3 separate regions of the Sus scrofa genome follow, and regions 1 and 2 are each linked to region 3. The links are chromatin contacts, called in public Hi-C maps. All regions are on one chromosome and are shown on one strand. The core of a region is the stretch at or near the end of the contact, and the rest is flanking DNA. Distances in the headings are between cores, read along the strand shown. Region 1 overlaps MYT1L (myelin transcription factor 1-like protein). Region 2 holds the start of PXDN (peroxidasin homolog). Region 3 has its middle 30 kb from the start of TPO.

Region 1 (3,329 bases), core at 510-3,009, 99 kb after region 3:
GGGTTAGATTCGAAACTAATTTCAAACATTCAGAGTAAGGAGCGGACCACACAGACTCACACCCCGACGCCCGTGGGCCCCCAGCTCCCCCTCCCCGGTTCTTTGGAGAAACCCCAACAGCCTCCCGCCGCCTCTCACCCAAACGTTTTGAAACATCGCCACCGGCATGGCCCGCCCGCCCGCCTGGCTCCCAGCTTGTGAACGTCTGTCCCTCCCGGTCTGCACGTGCTGATCACCGCCTCCAGGATGCCCCCTCCCTGTTTCCTTCCCCCAGGGCCGTGCTGAGTGCCTTCCATGGAAGCTGTGGTCCCGGGGGCACGGGGACCCTCTGCGCCGTGTCAGCGTGCAGGGCGCCGCATGCGCAGGTGGAAGGAAAACCCATACGATGTACGATACTTCCCGAGAGTCACACCAAGACCCCGCTCTGTACTTCGTGCGCTCATTCGGGCTACGCAGACTCTGCCCGCAGGCAGAGAGGCTGCTGGTCTATTATCTGCGCCTGTATCTGCCCCCCGGCCGGCGGCGCGTGCACTGCGTGGTCCCAGGCAGCGTCTGTGAAAGGGGACGTCCCGTGACGTCTGCAGCGATGCCACGAGGTTTCTGAGCATCTCTCCAGACACTTTTCCAGGTTAAACTGTCTGCAGGGCGTCCTGCTGCGCAGCCTGGTTTGGGCACCTCCAGCCAGGTGGCGTGGAGCCACCGAGTCCCTCACTCCGCCGGCTTCTGCCTGGCTGAGCTTCGACACATTTTCTGCCACGGCTTTTAGCTGTTCAGGAGGAGGGCGAATCTTTGTACAGCAGGTGTTTTCACTGTTCTTCACAAGGAAGCTCAGAGCTGTTGACAGACGAGATGTTTGCCTCTGGTGACCACGCTGGACTCCCCAGAGGCTGAGTGACCACCATACCCGCGCCCTTCCCCGAACCCGGCCGGGGTCTGGGCTTGCTCACGAAGCTTCTATGTTCCAGAGGCGGGGCAGGGGGGCGGCACCAGGCGTCTGCCTCCTGTTTGTACCCAGCGGGGCTGTCGGCCCTGAGGCCTGCTGCTCGGGGGCCAGGTGTGTCCCGTTGCTCCGGGATGTTTGGAGCTGAATGCTGTGCACACCGGGTCGCTTGCCCACGTGAAAGAGAAGGAGGACAGTGTGAGGCTGGACAGCAGCCACAAGGAAGCTCGGCCACACAGAAGCCAGCGGAGTGAGGGACTCAGGCGTCTCCACGAGACCAGGCTGCTGGTGCCCAGACCAGGACCTGGAAAGGGTCAACCCAGCCTGAGAGTCAGAACCAGACTTCAGTCTGAGGCTGATGCTCTTACTTCCCAGGGAACTAACTGCCAGCCGGGATGGACTAAATTAGGAGACAGAGACAGACCCACGGCGGGGTGCGTTTTGTGCGAACACGCCCGCACCGTGTTCCTGCCATTCCGATCCAGTGACTGCACCCAGCGTGGGTCAAATTTGGAAGCGTCTGGAGCAGGCCTGCCAGGCTCAGCGGGAGTCCCCGGCCAGGGCGCAGCGCCATCTAGCGGCGGCCCGTGCCCAGCGCTCGGCGGGAGTCCTCGGCGAGGGCGCAGTGCCATCTAGCGGCGGCCCGTGCCCACCTCCCTCGGGGAAGGGGGTGGCCCTGGGCGCCCGGGGTCCTCGCTGGTCCAGTCCTTGCCCTGAGTCAAGTCAGGAGTGACCCCGGTGGTCTCGGTGTGGAGGCTGGAGTTTGGAAGCGGAGCCCCAGGGGGCCCTTATGGAAACAAACGTCCCTAATTAAAACCAGCTTGCTCTGAGTGTGGGCTGGAAAAAGGCCACAGAGTCCAGACTCTGGGCAGCAAACAGTTAACCCGTCTCTGCACCAGTTGCCTGCTAGGTGGGCCCCAGACGTCTGGCACCGGTTCCACCAGGAATTCCAGAGACGGCTCCAGGCAAACACCGCCAAGGGCCTGGGAAGTGGGCAGAAGGAGGACGCCCAGCATTTTATCAGGACCCGCACCGAGGGGCGCTTCCTTCAGGAGAACATCACTGCCGAAAATCGTTCACTAGCAAATATTTCCAGGGGGTGAGGCTAAAAAACATGGGGCTGTGTGATGTCCACTGGCAGGAAAGTAAGAAACTCCTGGGGAACCGGCTTTAGCACCAAGTGCACTGCTCTGCTGCTTAGGGGAACTTCGACCTCATCCTCTGTTTCCAGGCTTTCTCTGAGCACGGATTCTGTGGGACTGCAGACCGAGATGGTGCGCGGCTCGTTCCCCGGGAGCAGGGGTCCTGCAGACACACCAAACCCACGTGCGGGCTGCTCTGAACAAGCACATTCTCCACCTGCAGCATCGCAGCATCGATGCTTTGGAGGAGCCGCCTCCTCCCTCGGCCCCCTCACCTCCTGCAGGTCACAGAGAAACCCCAACTGTAGGAGGCATTTCCTCTTGGGGCGTAAAGGGAAGGACGATGTTTCTCATATGCTTTTGTCAAAAAAAAAAAAAAAAGCCACCGCCAGGTCTGGGCGGCCAGGCCCACTCCTGGCCCTCCGCCCTCTGGCCAGGGCAGGCAGGGGTGCAGGCCATCCCGGTGGAAAAGGTGAATGTCCAGGAGGCAGCAGCTGCAGGGCTGGTAGCTGCCCGGTCACAGTTCCTGGACTGCGGTGTGGAATCTGGGTTCATATCAGCCAGTCTTGAGTTAAGAACAATAAGGCTGCTTTAGTGTCCTCTGTCCACGTGTGGCTTTAGTGAGCGAGGCCACAGTCTCAGCCTGGGAGGAAGCTCCACGCTTACGGGCAGACACGGACCTGTCTGCGGAGGCCAAGAGCAGAGGGCGTACCTCCTGGTGGGATGGCTGGCTGGGGAGAGGTCTGCCTGCTTTACTCCCTCTCGAAGGTCCACCCACGAGACCTGGGGGACAGGTTGCTTCTGTGGTGCTTCAGTTCCTGTCCTGCAACAGCAGCCCTGTGCCTGGACTTGCAGGCGTCCCGGCAGACAGACATAGTGAGATGCAGGTGGTCCATGGACAAATCCCCCTGGCAGTCCTTGGCTGAGTCCCAGCTTTCTCCTTACTGGCACTGTTCCCATCTCTAAAATGGGAGCTTTGCAGATCTCAAGGTGCTCAGTTGCCTGTTATGTAGGTTGGGTAAAAACTATGGCTTCTCAACATCACAGAAAGGCAGATGCATAAAGGCTTTCTCTTCTCCACAGGCTCCCAAAGACTACAGTTTCCAGCATGTCATTGGACTACATTTCCCAGCATGCCATGTAGACTGCATTTCCCAGGGTCCCAAGGACCACATTGCCCAGCATCCCAGAGGACTACACTGCCCCGCATCCTTTGTGGACTACATTTCCCAGCATCCCAAAGACTA
Region 2 (3,218 bases), core at 128-2,627, 72 kb after region 3:
GGCGATGGGTCCCAGGCGCCAACCCGCTCGGACCCCGACTCTGTCCACCCCCCGGCCAGCCGCGCCGCGCCACAACTCGGGGAGGGACCCGCACCGCGGCCGCTCCCGGAGCTCGGCCCCGCTCTCCCGCGGCGCAGAGCAAGCCCGAGAGAAAACCGTGCGCCCCGCAGGGCTCGCGACTACCCGGGCAGGAGGCTCCCCGCGCCCCGGCCGATGCGGGGACGTGGGGGCGCTGCCGCCGTGGGTCACGGAGGATGCGCCCGGGAGGCTCCCCCAGTGCGGGGGCGGGGGTACCGCGCCCAGGGAGGACCGGGAAACCGGAGCGGGAACCGCCGAGTGGGAGGAGGGGAAGGAGGGGAGGGGGGAGGAGAGGAGGGGGGAAGCGGAGGAGGGGGCGCGGGGCGCGGGGAGGAGAGGGGCCCGGAAAGGGGCGGGAAGGGGGCAAAGGCGAGCGGAGGACGGCAGCGAGCAGGACCGGGCCGGGCGGGGCGGCCGGGCTTCCCCCGCCTGCTCCCAACAACTTCCCCGTCCAGCGGGGATTCCGAGCTCCGAACAAAGGCGGCTCCAGAGGCGGCGCGCGCTGCGCTCAGGTCCGCCCCCCGTGCCCCGGCCAGGGCGGACAAAGGCCCCGCCGCACCATCCTCCCTCCCGGACCCCGGACCCCGGCCCTCGATCCTCCCGCGCGCCTTGCCCCTCGGGGCCCCGCGCCCCGCCGCACTCACAGGATGGACGTCTGCGGCGCCACGGCGGGCACGGCCTCCAGCAGCAAATGCATGCAGCGCACGGTGGTGCGGAAGCACAGGCAGCGGCTAGGACACCCGTTGCCCGGCTTTTGGGCGACCACGGCCAGCACCCCCCAGCAGCAGCACATCACAAGCGCCAGCAGGCAGGGGCGCGCGGGACGCGCGGGGTGCACGGCCATGGCCCACGGCGCGCAGGACACGCGGACACTCGGACCGATCGTGAGGGCCCGGCGCGTCGGCTGCCGGCTCTGGACTGCGCCCTCCCGCCGCCCAACTGCGGCCCACGTCCCAGCTGTGCGCGGGGGGCGGGGGGCGCCAGCTGTGCACATGCGCGCGGCTCCTCCCTTCCCACCCCCACCTCCCCAAGGGCCGGGGCGGGGCGAGGACCTCCAGCCGTGCGTCCGGCTGCGGCGCCCCCTTCCCAGGGCTGCCTGGGGTGCCGTGTGGAGGCCAGGTTGGGCCCCCAAGTTCCAATCCCAGGTCTCCGCCCACGATCTGGGGCCTAAGCCAAGTTTGCTTCACGTCCTCTGGCCGCCGTGTCCGCACTATGCGAGAGGGTTTTTGTCCTTTTATAAAACACGTTGGGAGCGCCGGCAAGTCCCAGGCAGGATTCCAAGGGCTTGCTCTGTCTCTCTGTCTCTTAATCTCTGTCTCTTAATCTCTCTCTGTCTCTATCTCTTTCTGTCTCTCTCCCTTAATCTCTCTCTGTCTCCGTTTCTCTTTCCGTCTCTCTGTCTCCCCCCCCCCACCCCGCTCTCCTTGTCTGTCTAACACACAGACACACTCTGCTGCAGGATTAGAGCCAGGCTGCCGGGCTCCCCGGCGGAGCCCCTGAGGCCTGGTCACTGCCCAGGGCTGTGCACTGCTGCCCCCAGGACTGTTAGGAGGCAGCGCTGGACCAGGTGGACCCTCATGGACCTTTGGTTTCTCCCCTGTGGCCTCTTCCAGGGGGGCCTTGTCTGGAGCAGAAGCCCTGGGAAGGAGGGGCCCCACCTGCGTGTGTGTGTGTGTGTGTGTGTGTGTGTTCACAGCCTCACCCCAGCACTTTCCTCAAGGATCCAGTCTCTGCGGTGACAGTGGAGGACGTCAAAGCCACACAGTCACCAAGCCTCAGCCTCAGAGGCGCCTGGGTCTGTTCTGACACCCACACTGTTGCGTGACCGGAAGTGCCACAGTGGGGCTGAGGTGACCTGGCTCGCTCCTGCCACCCTGTCGGCAAACAGCTGCTCCTGCACGTCGGTGGGGCTGCATCTGGGTGCGGCTGAGCGGGGGTCTGGTTCTAGACCCCTCCGGAGGCTGCACGTCCATGACAGACGTTCTCACCCCAGTCACCACGTGGGGTAGCCGTCCAGTCACGCCCCCCGGGGGTCCTGCACACTGGCCAGTCCCGCGTCTCCCCCAGAGCCCACGCCCGGGGCCACACTCATTTTGCTTTTTCTCTGGGGACCCCCAAGAATTTCAGCCTTGCATATCAGAAACCCAAAACCTTACTCTCCCTGAAAATGTCATTTTTCCTCTGGGTCACCCATGTGTCCCTCCAACTGTTTCTCATACCTCGGGCCCGCAGGTCCGCTGCTCCACCCCCCAGCCCTGCAGCAACAGAGAATGTGCCGCTTCGACTGGGCCACTCCGCTGTCCAAATGGCTCTGGTCCCTCGGGTTTAAGTGGGAAAAGCCACATCTCTCCCAACACCTCAACCTGGGCCTCCCGAGGTCAGCTCGGGCAGCTAATTTTATGTGTCCATTGGCTGGGCCATTGGCCCAGTGACAGGCCACACGCTAGTCCCGGTGCTGTGCCAAAGGCCTTGGGAGGTGAGACTAACGTTGGTTCCTGTCTGCGACCGGCTGTCTAGGAGAGGAGGGGTCCCTCCTCCAGTCTGTTCAAGGTCTTAAGAGCAGGAACTGAGGTTTCCCGGAGAAGAAATTCTGCAGAGTCTCAGCGTGCCCTCCTGCGGGCGTTCCTAGTCCCCTGACCTGCCTCTAAAACTAGGACCTGCCAGGGCACCGGGGCGTGAGCCAGTCCTTAAAATCCCCTCCCCTCCTCCTCCTCCCTCCCTCCCTCCTTCCATCCCCCACATGTCCGTCCGTCTGTCCATCTGTCCGTCCATCCACGCAGCGCGTCGGCCGTCTCCCGGAGGACAGCCGTCCGCGGAGCCCTGGGTGGAGGTGTGGTGGTGAGAGGCCAGGGCAGTGAGGCCGGGTTGGGCTTGTAGGAGCTCACGGGTGAGGACGGAGCGCTTCCCGACACAGACACAGCCCAGCGCCTTTCCACAGCCTTTGCCCGGATTTCCTCTTCCGCCCCCTGGCGGCCCGCGGAAGCCTCACAGCTCCAGGATCCTGACCTTCCCGCGGCTCCCAAGACCTCTGATGATGGCTTTCCCAACCGTATCATCTGTGCCAAAGCCTGTTATCTGTCCTGCAGCAAACATTCCTTTCAGTGTGACTGGGCACGGTGACAGGCTCGGTTGCTCACGGA
Region 3 (3,155 bases), core at 626-3,125:
GGCGTTGCTGTGGCTGTGGTGTAGGCCGGCAGCTACAACTTCAATTAGATCCCTAGCCTGGGAACCTCCATAGGCTGCGGGTGCGATCCTAGAAAAAGACAAACAAAAAATCAGAGGATGTAAGTGGGGTGTCTTCCCTGGGGAGGGGCATTGGTGCCGTCCCTGCACAGGACGCGGGCCTCACCCACAGCCTGCAGGTGCATCCCATCTGTGGAAGGTGAGCCCTGAGCCTCACGGGGAAGCTGTGACCTCCTCCTGAGCCCCGCATCCCATTTGCCAGGCTCTGCCTCCGAGATGAGAGGGTTCCCATTGCGGCTCCGTGCGTTAAGGAGCCAATGTTGTCTCACTGAAGATGTGGGTTCAATCCCTGGCTTCGTTCAGTGCGTTGAGGATCCAGTGTTGCCTTGAGCTGTGGTGTAGGTTCCAGATGCAGCTCCAATTTGACCTCTGGCCCGGGAACGTCTATATGTCACATGTGTAGCTGAAAAAGAAAAAAAGAGAAAGGCAGGCGGGGGCCAGGCTGTCCTTCGTCCTCTCGATGCCCGCGGAGCAGCCTGTGTGCTTCCAAGGTTGGAGACGCCAAGGACCGTGGTCAGCACAGCGGCCATGGCGCACGTCCAGCGGCCCTAGAGGCTCCTCCGCCCGCTCATGGCCTGGGAGGAGGGAGGAGGTGACCACAGCCTTCATCACATGGCCCGTCAGGCTCTGGGTGAATGACCTCACGTCTGGGCATCAGCCCAGGTGTCTCTCCTGGAGCCAGGAGGCTGCGCCAGGGGGCAGTGTGGCCTCTCCGCTCAACCCGCTGCGGGTCCGTCACCTCCCCCACCTCCTCAGACCTGTCCCCCTGCAGCCTGGCTTCCAGAGCCCAGGGTGTGTGTCTGTGTGGACGGGGCCGTGTCGGCGTGTGGCTCCTGCCCCGTCTGAGCTCCAGGAAGCCCGTCTGCGCTGCTCCAGGAGGACCCACCAGGCCGGGGGCAGAGACGCATGCACAGAGGAAATGCACCTGCCTGAGCGCATTTCAAGCCCAGAATCCGGGTGACATTTCTCAGGACTCCCTCCCTGGAGGCCTCCTGTCCGCCCTGGAAGAATCCGATCACATGTTGCCGCCTCTCTGACCCTGCGAAGCTCAGACGGTTGGGGATTAAGGCAGGGGGCTGGGCTGAAAGGGCCCGTGTGCACCAAGCAGTGGCCGCTCCCTTCAGGGATGCTCGCTCGAGGGCGAGATGGGGGTGCAGCATCCGCCCGAGGCTCGTCCAGACCGAGTCCCCGCTGTCCCCCACCCACCCTCTCCCCGCCACCCAGGCCGTGGTGTCTGAAGCTTCAGTCCGTGCCCCGTGCCCAGGTGATGTGACACACCCTTGGTTCCACGGCTGTGGCACAAGTCACCCCATCATCTCAGGACACCCACACCCACTCTGTTCACGAGGCCCTCGGGCTTTGTCACAGACAGGAAGGGGCCTGTCTGCTCAGCAGGAGCCCGAGGGCCAGGCCTGGGGTTGCAGAGGCCAGTTGCTGGCAGCCGGGGTCCATCCAGCAGGGTGGGCAGGAGGGGCCCCTACACCCCTAAAATGCAGGAAGTTTGTGAGCTGGCTGAAGTCAGGCTGAAATCAGTAAGCGCCAGGACCCCCCCCGCCACCGCCCAGGAGGGCTCCCCAGGGCCTCGGACCCGGCCCTCTGCGCTGCACCCGGTCGGTCAGTGCCGGGGCGGGTGGTCCGCCTTGCCGCGTGGGGTTCACTCGTCTCCTAGATTCGGGCTCTGGCCCCGCCGCAGGGCTGCTGTGTGGGAGATGGTGGGGCTTTCGCGCCCTGTGCCGGCTGCACCGCAGGCCTGGCCACGGCCGCCAGCCGTGTTCCCGTTGCCTCAGAGGCCCCACCACTGATCTGGGGAAACCAGAAACCTCCCCCAACACCGGCCCCGCGGTTCACATTAAAACACAAGTGGGAACCTGTTTTCTTAGAGGGTGGAGAACACGCCTCGGGATTTTTCCGCAGACCTAAGGATTTAGGTTTCTTCCAGCTGCTGGAAGTCATTTTGGGGCCAGGAAGCGGCGCTCTGATCCCAGCAGCCGAGTGGAACTTGGCACCGGCTCCAAGTGCGCCGCCCGACAGTGAGGTGGGGCCAGCATGGGGCAGCCTCTCCTCGTCCTGCGTCCCCTGCGCGTTCCCAGTGACCCCACGCGGTCAGAGGTGGGCGAGACAGGACCTTCCAAATTCCGCTGAGCAGGGCAAGCTCGCCCTCGAGATGTGGGCGGGCAGCTCAGCGGTATGGTGTTTCCTCGGGCCACTGCGCCACCGGGCCTCCGTGGACCACCTGTCACACAAACCCAGGCCGTCCCCCGTCACTCGTGCGCCACGGCGGGACCCCCGCCCTCCAGCCAGAAGAGCCTTGGCTCCCAAGTCGAGGGGCCCCGTCCACACTCAGGGGCCCGAGGGGCCATTAGCCTCCTTGCAGCGGGACGGCCGCTCCGGCCCCTGTCCTGGCTCAGGCACGGTGTTTAGGTCAACCTGCCTGGGGACGGCTGGTGGTGCGGGGAGGTTATTATTTGTAAAGCATTTTTCTTTCAAAAGCATCAATTGCTGGTACTAACCACAGAAATTCAGAGACAGCGAAGGAGCTAAGACAGCGATGATTTGTAGCCAGAAAACAAAGGTTTGGGGAAAATCTGAGGGTGGAATGTTGAGTTTGGCAGCAGCTCGTATCTGTGACAGAAAGGCGAGAATTTGTGAGAAGGTTTTACCGTGAGCTCCCGCTGGCATCTGTTTTTAAAGGTTTGTAAATGACACTGGTCTCACGTTGCAGAGCCAGCCAGGGTCTGAAAGGGCCACTTGAATTTGTCGGTTGTGTTTCCGACGTTTATGAGGAAATGCCATGGGCTGGCGGAGTCTGCGTCTCAGAGCCGCTCCCCGTCCGAGGGAGGCTCTGCTGTTCTCGGGTCACCCGCCAGGCCCCCGCTGGCCCGGGGTCCGCAAGGGCGGCCGCTCGCCCTGATGGGGGCCGGGCCTCTGGGGGGCGCCGAGTCCAGCGTGGTCTGCCTGGTGACCACTGCCCAGCAGCCCAGGGCCTCGGGAGCTGGTCCTGTGCACCGACACTGCAAGACATCGGTGTAGACGGACCCGGTTCACCAGCACCAGCAAGAACCCCAGGCTGGCCAGAA

What was found. Hi-C and Micro-C count contacts between places; a contact is called where the count stands out from the background.
Region 1: a Hi-C map of retroperitoneal adipose tissue shows a contact between it and region 3, with 4 times the contacts expected there. The contact joins two enhancer-like sites. A contact is called at or near these places in 5 of 47 Hi-C or Micro-C datasets (embryonic fibroblasts, heart right ventricle, omental adipose tissue and 2 more) and 1 of 2 datasets of contacts at active chromatin or transcription factors (skeletal muscle).
Region 2: a Hi-C map of retroperitoneal adipose tissue shows a contact between it and region 3, with 2.0 times the contacts expected there. The contact joins the promoter of PXDN here to the enhancer-like site in region 3. A contact is called at or near these places in 3 of 47 Hi-C or Micro-C datasets (heart right ventricle, retroperitoneal adipose tissue and skeletal muscle) and 1 of 2 datasets of contacts at active chromatin or transcription factors (skeletal muscle).

What each region holds. Positions count from the first base shown.
Region 1 is chr3:132,278,416-132,281,744 of Sscrofa11.1, reverse strand. The region is part of intron 20 of MYT1L (myelin transcription factor 1-like protein); the gene reads right to left. Among named protein-coding and RNA genes, the nearest start is that of PXDN, 26 kb to the left of the region's middle. Within about 2 kb of position 1,759, at least 27 of the 83 cell types and tissues checked have an H3K27ac peak or open chromatin away from gene starts, as enhancers often do. A contact at or near this core is called in retroperitoneal adipose tissue and skeletal muscle, where this site is marked.
Region 2 is chr3:132,304,447-132,307,664 of Sscrofa11.1, reverse strand. PXDN (peroxidasin homolog) reads right to left here and starts at 1,377. Exons shown (of 22, transcript XM_005662789.3): 1 at 723-1,377. The coding sequence starts at 1,072.
Region 3 is chr3:132,377,376-132,380,530 of Sscrofa11.1, reverse strand. No RefSeq gene overlaps it. Among named protein-coding and RNA genes, the nearest start is that of TPO, 30 kb to the left of the region's middle. Within about 2 kb of position 1,875, at least 8 of the 83 cell types and tissues checked have an H3K27ac peak or open chromatin away from gene starts, as enhancers often do. A contact at or near this core is called in retroperitoneal adipose tissue and skeletal muscle, where this site is marked.